Linked DNA regions of Mus musculus: region 1 is linked to region 2. A link is a contact called in public HiChIP or PLAC-seq data. All regions are on one chromosome and are shown on one strand. Each heading gives the region's core, a stretch centred on a gene start, on an enhancer-like site or on the middle of the called end of the contact. The rest is flanking DNA. Distances are from core to core; before and after follow the strand shown. Region 1 overlaps Septin9 (septin 9). Region 2 has its middle 15 kb from the start of Mir6516.

The links. HiChIP or PLAC-seq counts read pairs in DNA pulled down with a chosen protein or histone mark.
Region 1: a FOXA1 HiChIP or PLAC-seq map of pancreatic cancer cells shows a contact between it and region 2. The contact joins two enhancer-like sites. A contact is called at or near these places in 6 of 484 Hi-C or Micro-C datasets (cortical glia, embryonic fibroblasts, embryonic retina and 2 more) and 11 of 115 datasets of contacts at active chromatin or transcription factors (bone marrow-derived macrophages, embryonic fibroblasts, embryonic stem cells and 5 more).

What each region holds. Positions count from the first base shown.
Region 1 is chr11:117,317,712-117,321,930 of GRCm38.p6, forward strand. All of the region lies in intron 2 of Septin9 (septin 9), which reads left to right. It overlaps Gm34065 (a long non-coding RNA gene), which reads right to left. Exons shown (of 4, transcript XR_003949802.1): 4 at 4,214-4,219. Among named protein-coding and RNA genes, the nearest start is that of Gm34065, 7.2 kb to the right of the region's middle. Within about 2 kb of position 2,485, at least 196 of the 459 cell types and tissues checked have an H3K27ac peak or open chromatin away from gene starts, as enhancers often do. A contact at or near this core is called in embryonic stem cells, heart atrium, pancreatic cancer cells and 3 more, where this site is marked.
Region 2 is chr11:117,090,291-117,094,716 of GRCm38.p6, forward strand. No RefSeq gene overlaps it. Among named protein-coding and RNA genes, the nearest start is that of Mir6516, 15 kb to the left of the region's middle. Within about 2 kb of position 1,666, at least 123 of the 459 cell types and tissues checked have an H3K27ac peak or open chromatin away from gene starts, as enhancers often do. A contact at or near this core is called in embryonic stem cells, heart atrium, pancreatic cancer cells and 3 more, where this site is marked.

The sequences.
Region 1 (4,219 bases), core at 1,235-3,734, 230 kb after region 2:
AGGAAAGAGAAAGCCCTCCGGGAGGCCCAGGGTGCACAGCTGCTGCCTGTTATCTGACACCAAGACTGATGTCTTCAGCCCCTAGCACATGGGGGCCTGGGCAGGAGAGGCAGGGGCAGCATCTGCTCAGATGGTCACCCCGCCACCGGGGGAGCAAGCAGGACAAGGCCGCCCTTGCTCTGGCCAGACCAGAGTAAGACCGAGTGTCATTTAGCTGCCACAAGGCACAGGGCTCCAGCTGCTTCCCAATCACCCTCGAGCCTGACACGGCCTCCCCGGAAGCAGCAGCTGTGCCCTGCGCTGTGACTGACTCGTCGGCTTTCTAGGGCCTGAGAGCGGTTGGGCTGAGACTCAAGTGTGACCAGTTGCCCACAGTGGGCTGAGATGCCAACACCATGGAGATGAGCGAGCAGAGGGAGAGAATCACTGGGCTGGCGGCGGCTGATTCCCTGCATCCACAGGACATCTTTTCCTCCTTCCAGGGTCCCCAGCCCAGGCACTGGCCCTTCGTGTTGCCCATGGGGCTTGCTGTGTTGCTCTAACGGTCCTGCACATGCTCACACTTGCCATGTGAAATGGTGCCATGTGGTGTTGATTAAGCCCTTCCTTCAGTTCAGAAGACCCCTGACCTGGAGTATACCCTGTGGGACTCCAACGCCATCTTGCTGTCCTTAACTCCATGTGGGGAGAGTTTGGTCACAGCAGTCATCTGTCACCTGTGCATTCTCACTTGGCTACAGCTCTCAGGTTTGCCTTTTGTGGGCTGGTGTACCATGGTGTGACTCTAGGGGGCCTGTACTGTGTAACAGGGTCCTTCCCTCCACAGTGACCTGCTGTCTGTATAGTCTGTCTGTTTCTTTGGGACATGACTGTGCTGTGGAGAGCAAGATCGGCTGGGGCTCTGCCTCTGGCCCCAGCATGTGGCAGCTGTATGGCTGGGGACAGACACTTTTGCATCCCTGTGTTTCTTTCACTCCAATAGGCCCCTCAGAATTCTGGGTAGAGAGGATAACCTTTCACCTCAGTGGGACTGCAGAGGCTAACAGAGGATCTCCAGGGCTTCATGGCTTGGCTCACCCTTGTCTGGGTTTGTAGATTGCAGCCAGTCAATTCCTGTTGGGCTGCACTCTCCCCTCATTGGTAGGCCGAGCCACGTGGCCACTGGAGGCAGAAATTCGAGGGCAGCTGTGTACAGTACAGGGCCAAGGCTCAGGTCCCAGAATGCCCTGGGCACCATGACTAGAACTGAAGCAGGGGAGAGAAGCGTGGGTTTGAGGAGGTCAGAGAGTCATGGTGCTATATCCTCATATCCGGACACTGGTAGCCCCAGGGGTCCCTGTGGTCTCTGACTCAGAAAGGTCACCTCTTGGAACTAAGACTAGACTCCAGCTGTGGCTGCTTCTAGAACAGGCAGAGCTCAGAGGAAGCGGGGACCTTACCTTTGGCTGCCAGACAGTTCCGGGCACCAACCGAGCCAGCTCTTCTGAGCTGCTGAGCTGAGCTGAGGTCTGTCGGATTCATGTGGCTGATAGGCATTAGAGCTTTGTGGTCCCAATGTGTTTAAGGGCCCTTTACCTACAGTAAGCACCTCCTTGAATCCATCGGCCCTGTCCTATTGGGTCTTTGCCATTATTAGTGTTTCACAGAGAAGGGATGAAGGCACAGAGAGGTCTCACGGCTGTTGGCTAAGGCAAACTGATAGTTTAAATTTGGGCCTCTTCCCTAAGCTCTGTCACTGGCTTAGTGGTGTGGGAGGTGTGTTATTGATGATTGGTTTCCTAGCTTTCTCTGCTGTGGTGGCGTGCACCTTTGCTGGGGACAGGAAGCCTTGAGGATGTGCCTTGCACGAAAGGGTTAACGAACACACACACACACACACACACACACACACACACACACAGAGAGAGAGAGAGAGAGAGAGAGAGAGAGAGAGAGAGAGACACTCATACACAGAGCTTTCCCAGGCCAGAGCCGGAACAGAGGGGCCTTATCTGCAGAGGAAGGGGTGGGTGGGATGTGGGACTCTGCAGGCTCCTCTCCACTCTCAGCTTCAGTACCTTCTGTGGGCCAGCTGTTCAGAGCTCAGTCAGAGGGCGGAGGGGGACCCAGCAATGTGGGATTCATTACTGGGTTTGGCAGAAGACTGAATCCCCTGAGGTGGGGTGGGGGTGGGACCTCCTGGAGTAGAGGTCTAGAATGGGGGAGGGGAAGGTCGTTTCCCCCACCCCCAAGTTCCCCCACCCCTTTCCTTTTCCTGCGCTTAGAGCAGCTGTCTCCACTGATGGAGTCTCTTCCCTGAAGGGGTGTGGCCTGGCCTCTTTGGCCCCTGCCACCTACAGCCTGTTGAGCTATAGTGGCCTCTTGGGTGGAGGCCGGGCGGAGGACGGAGGACAGAGGGCGGTGAGCATCAGTTCCTCTGCCTTGGGAGTAACTGAAAGCAGCACTGGGGCTAAGTGCAGAAGGCGGGGCCCACTGTGTGGGGCAGAGCTGAAGAGTGTCCCGGCTGCGTGACATGACTACACCTGCTGTTTGAGCACTTGGGAGGCCTGGATGACATAGCCCGGTCCCAGGCTGGCCAGAGTTACACAGCAAGGCACTGTGAGGAGAAAGAGAAAGCCCGAGTGTTATGAGGCCGGAGGAAGTGGGGGTGGAGGGCCTAGAAGCTGATTGTCTGTGCTGATTGAAGATAGGCTACAGGGCTAAAGCACCGTAGATGAGGCTCAGGCACACATAGGTCGTGTAAAACCACCTGTAGGAATAGGACCAGAGTGGCAAAGTAGCTTTCCAGAGGTCACACAGCTTAGCCTTGGTGCCTCACTCATACAAATGGTTCCTGTTGTAATTCAGAGCTCCTTGGCCACACCTCAGTCACCAAGCCCCAGCAAGGCCTGATGCAGAAGTGGTTGGAGCGCCAGAGGCAGAGAGAAGTGAGACCTCTGTAGTAGCCCTGAGCCTGGGGCAGAGCACAGCACTGCCCCACCCAGACCTCTGTGGGGGTGAGTGAGCAGGCTGGGAGGGGCTGGCTTGCACGCATGCACGAAACTGACTGTTCTCCCTCTCAGATGGGACCCAAGGCCTCCCTGCCTGTGAGGGGTGGGGCTTCACAATGGTTCTAATGAGGGACCTCCATAGGTCAGCAGTCACACTACTAGCAGGCCAGGTACCACCCCAGGAAAGCCTGGAATGACTCACACATCCAGAGTGGAGAATGTTTGTGAGTTTTTTTTTCCAAAAAGATATATTTTGTTTAAAATTTCATGTGTATTGGACACCACGTGCATACCTAATGCCCACAGGGGCCAAGAGAGGGCATCAGACCCCTCCTGGAACTGTGAGCCACCACAGGGGTGCTGGGAACTAAACTTGGGTCCTCAGCTCGAGTGGCTGGTGCTGGGCTGTGCCATCTCTAGCATGGAGGACTCCTTTTAAAATACTTTATTGATTTATTATTATTATTATTATTATTATTTGTGTGTCTGTGTACATCATGATGCACACATGGAGGTCAGAGGACATTTTTTCTTTTTTAATTTTTGTCCCCAAGCCCAGAGGACAATTTTGTAGAGTCATTTCTCTCTCCACCTTTATGTAGGTTCCAGGGATTGAACTCAGGTCAGCAGGCTGCTGTAGCAAGCACCATACCTACTGAGCCACCTCACTTACCAGAGAGCCTCACTGTCCCCCAGGAATATTCTCCTGCACACCTGTGGACTGACACATCTTGCCTGTGGGGCAGCCAGGCGCCTGAGAAAGCAAGCATTGGCCATGGCCACGCCCCAGGTCAGAGGTCACATTGGGAGCAGGATGCTGACGAAGGCTGATTTTTTTTTTTTGGACAGGGTCTCATTATGTAGTTTTGGCTGTCCTGGAACTCATTATGTAAAGGTCCTTGCACCCTTGGCTTGACTGTGGTGTGGAAAGGATTTCAGGCTGAGCCTGTGCAAATTAGAGTTGGTGTTTATTAAGACTCCAGGTTTGAGCACTGGAGTCAACAAGTGTGGGTATGGGCTACTTAAGAGGGCCCTGCTTAGGTGTCTTTCCGAGAGCCATGTGTCTGGTTTTTCTGAGGAAGACAAGTCTACTGAGAACTGAAGTCGGGTCCTACTGTGGTTTCACAGGGTTAGAGCTGATAAAACAAAACCCTGGGTTACAGCCCAGTAACTCAGTACTACCCGGTACTCAGTACTACCCGGTACTCAGTACTACCCGGTACTCAGGG
Region 2 (4,426 bases), core at 416-2,915:
TTCTTCTACAGCAAACAGAAAGGTTTAAGGAGGAAACGCTGCGAACTGTTGGGTGTTTAGTAGGCCTATGCTAAATTATGCTGGGTGAGAGGTGTGATTCAGTTGGTAGGTTATTTGTCTAGTAGGTACAGAGCCTGGTAAACTGCCCAGCCCCCAAAATAAATATGTGACATTTTCCATTCTATTTCCGTTACCTAATATCTCCCATTCTCCCAGATTTTACAAAACCTTTAGATTAATCACCATACATAAAGGATGTTGGCTCCTTTGTCCAGGAGAGAAAATTTCTCCCTCTCTATGCTACTTGTAAAAACAGGGTCTCAGTATGTAGCCCTGGCTGTCCTGCAACTCTCTATGCAGACCAGGCTGGCCTCGAACTCACAGAAATCCTCCTGCTTCCCAAGTGCTGAGATGAAAGGTGTGTTCCACCACACCCGGTTTGGCTTCTTCTACTCTCATTTTCAGTAACTGGGGACAGCAAACGGTACTGCCAGCGTGGGTTACAAGAGAAAGATGGTTTGTTTAAAGACTATTCAAGTGTACAGGAGTTCACAGAACACTGCAACTTGAAGTGACCAGAATCTAGGGCTTGTAGGCACCCTAGTGGTGGTGGTGGCACTTTAATTGACTGTGGGAGATATGTTCTTTTTGCAGAAAGTTTTTTTTTTAGGTGAATTGCTACCTTTTTAAACTTTTATTTATTATTAGCAGTGTGTGTGTGTGCGTGCGCGTGTGTGCGTGCGTGTGAGTGTTCCAGTGCAGACTTACGTGTGCCACTTTTGATCTATTCTCTTTCCACCTTGGGATGTGGTGCTTGAACTCTGGTTAGTCAGTCTCAGACCCCAAGACAAATGGTGGCTATTTAACAAATCAAATATGACCTGGCTTCAGGTTCTTCCAGTCCCTACGGTTACAGGGTAGGGCTGGCATACCCTCTACCCTGAACTCTCCAGCCCAGGGACTGGGCTGCTCTTGCTCAGACGCTCTTCCCTATAATCCAGACATGTTGGTTACCTGCCCTGTCCCTGTATCCCTGCGTGCCCCAGCTCAGTCTGGGCTCCCAGATGCCCCTGCCTCGGGCTATGCTCTCTCTTCTATCTACGATAAATCGTCATCTCCACCACACTTAGGGACAGTCATTTCCTTTTTTTATTTTTATTTTTATTTTTTTAATTTCTATTTTTCATTCAGGTGCCAGGCTCGCAGGGTGAGCCTCTGTTCACATGGAGCATCCCCCCTGCCCTGTTTAGGTCATTTCTTTTCCTCTAGGGATAAGTAACAGGAAATGAGGAGGCGGTACCCCAACTGAGAAATTCCAGAAAGGGCCTTAAGAAAGGCGCGTTCTTCTGCAAATAAGACAGGCAGTGAAGGAAGGGTGAGGTTGGTTGGTTTGTTTGTTTTGGGGTTTTGTTTGGTTTATTTTTCTTGTTAGGGATCCAACCCAAGACCTTATGTATGCTGAATTACACCCCCAGCCTTTGAAAAAAAAAATGTAATTTGGTTGAGAATCAAGAAAGCCACCTCCACTTCTGTTCCAAGTAAGGGGAGGGTCAGGATTCCAAACTCAGCGGATGCTCCGCAGTCCCGCCCATCGGCTCCTTGCTGTGTCCCACCCCTAACCTTCAGGAGAACACGACTGGGGCCAGCCCGATCCGGTCCACAGTTTCACTCTGCGTATAAGAGCAGTTAATGCGTGTGTCACCCGAGAACGTTCACATGTCACACGTCTCCCTAGGCATGTGATTTCTCTCAGAGTCGCTAATGCTGGAGAAAACCAGCTGCCGGTGGAGAGGCTAGTGTGCCTTGAGGGTCAGGGCGAAGAGTCTCGTTCACTCAACCGCGAATGCTGCCCACGTGGAGGGGGTCCTGGTTGGACCGCTCAGTCCTACAGCTTTCCTGAGGCCACCTCTCTTTCAGCTGTTCCTCTGTGGTGAGGACGCAGGCCGGGGGACAGTCGCCAGTGATCCAGCTCTAAGTGCCTGATTGACTGGAGGTCATGCCTGACTCTCAGGGGGAAAATGAGGAGTCTCATTTAACTGATTTTATTTGTTTTGTTTTGTGTTTTGAGACAAGGTCTGTCTTGGTAGCTCTAGCTGGCTTGAAAGTTGCTATGTAGACCAGGCTGACCACTAGTTCCCTAAGATCTCTGTACCTCTGCCTCTAGTGTTGAGATTAAATGGACGAGGTGCCACACCAGCATATTTGCATGACTTTAAAGGAAAGAAAAGTGTACAAACAGATAACAGATACATGCACATCCAACACACACACACACACACACACACACACACACACACACACACACACAATTTCTTCTTTAGATTTCTACTCTGTTTTTTGCTTGGTTAATGGAAGAAAGAGACTTAAAAAAAAAACAAAACAAAAAACCAACAACAAACAAACCCAAAGTGGAGAGAAACTGCAGTTCATCTATACGTAGAAAACACCACATCAGAGCACAGCCGAGGGAGAAAACTGAGGCTGTGAGAAGGTCACGACCTTCTCCCACTGAGGCTGTCTCACAGTCCTTGGGGCTTCACAGGCTGGGAGGGGCCAGGCCGTCTTGCTGACACAGCTTTTTCTCATGGGAGTTCTGTAGGGCGAGAGGCGCATTGCCAGCACCATCCCATCCGCTGCACCTGCAAGGGCCTTTGAACAGGGGACTTCATCTGCTGGCCACGTCATGACCTCTGAGTGTGACTCTGTGGGCTTGACATTTGCATTGTGGCTTATAGCTAACTCTGTTCTGTCACACCTCAGATGTACACCCCCAAACACAGCCCCCAGGGCCCCATGCCCCATTCAACATTCTCCTGTCTCCTGTCCAGCCAGTAAGTAGCAACTAAACATGTTTCTCTCTCTCTCTCTTTCTCTGTGTGTGTGTGTCTGTCTGTCTGTCTGTCATCTGTCTCTGTATCTGTCTTTGTCTCTGTGTCTCTCTGTCTTTCTCTCTCTGTATCTTTCTCTTTTTCTATCTCTGTCTGTCTCTGTGTCTCTCCATATCTCTTTCTTTATCTCTTCCTCCCTCTGTGTCTCTGTATCTCTGTCTTTCTCTCTGTGTGTCTCGGTCTTTATCTCTCTCTGTATCTCTGTCTTTATCTCTCCCTCTGTCTTGTCTCTCCCTGTCTCTCTCTCTCTCTGTTCTCTCTCTCTCTCTCTCTCTCTGTTCTCTCTCTCTCTCTCTCTTGCAGAGAGGAGGGCAGCGAGGTTGAAGGAGCACCCTGTGGAGTGTTATCTTCTTCTGCCTTTCTATGGATTCCCAGGATCAAAGCCTGTGTGACAGGAGCCCGGATCCACATGGTCATCTTGCCAGCTCCTTCAGTGACTGCTTCTATTAGGAAGAATTGAGGGGAGTCTGGGGTTGGCTGGGGAAGCCAAGCTTACTCTCTAGATTGCTCAGCACTCTCCCGGGAAAGATCTTTCTTTTGCTGTAAAGACAGAGTCAGCCAGGCAGTGGTGGTGCAGACCTTTCATCCTAGCACTAGGGAGGCAGAGGCAGGGGGATCGCTGGGTTCTAGGACAGCCTGATCAACCAAGCAAGCTCCAGGGCTGTACCATAGAAAAACCCCGTCTCAAAAACAAAACAAAACAGACAGACTGCACACACACACACACACACACACACACACACACACACACACACACAGGGTCTCTGTAGCCTGGGCTGGCTCTGAACTTGCTATGTAGTTGCAGATGATCTTGAATTCTGATCTTCCTGCTTCTACCTCCCCAGTTCTGGGATTATACTTGTCCACCTTGTTTGGCAGGAAAGATATCTTAAAGGCCACTGGCTCTGGTTCCAGGTGCTTATCTAACACTGGAATCTGTCTGACAAGCGGTCCACAGAACATATCCTCCTTTCTTCCCCTTTGCATGTGGCTCGGAGATTGACCAGATCTTTGGGATGCTTTGCATCCTGGGGACCCCCAATGAAGCCAGGTGACACCCAGCTGCCTGACTGTAAGAGCAGCTTCCCTAAGTGGCCTGGGAAGGGGCTGGAGGAGGTGACACCCAGTTACAGAGCCAGAGGGCAGAGTGCCCTGTCTCCTAACATAACAAGACAAGCTAATATCCTGACAGGGCTCTTTTGGGGAAGTGACGTCACCACGCCTCAGGATGTGTAAGCTCAGGAACATTTTCCTTGGAATAAACTGTGTCCCCAGGGCTTCTTAATGAGCCCTTTCTGTGGGAACCACACAATAGTTGGATCCAACTGCCTGTTTTCACTCTGTTATGTTATCCCAAAAAGAGGCGTATCTTGTTTACTTGGTTTTCATTGAGGAACGTTCTTTGTCCTCCAAGGAATACATAAGAGCTCCTATCTTAGAACGTGTGAAGCCCTGAAAGGTAGCTTTTCCATGGAAGTCTTTAGGCTGAACCACTGAGCTCCGCTCCGGAGAGGAAATAGATCTTGGCCGTCAAGTGC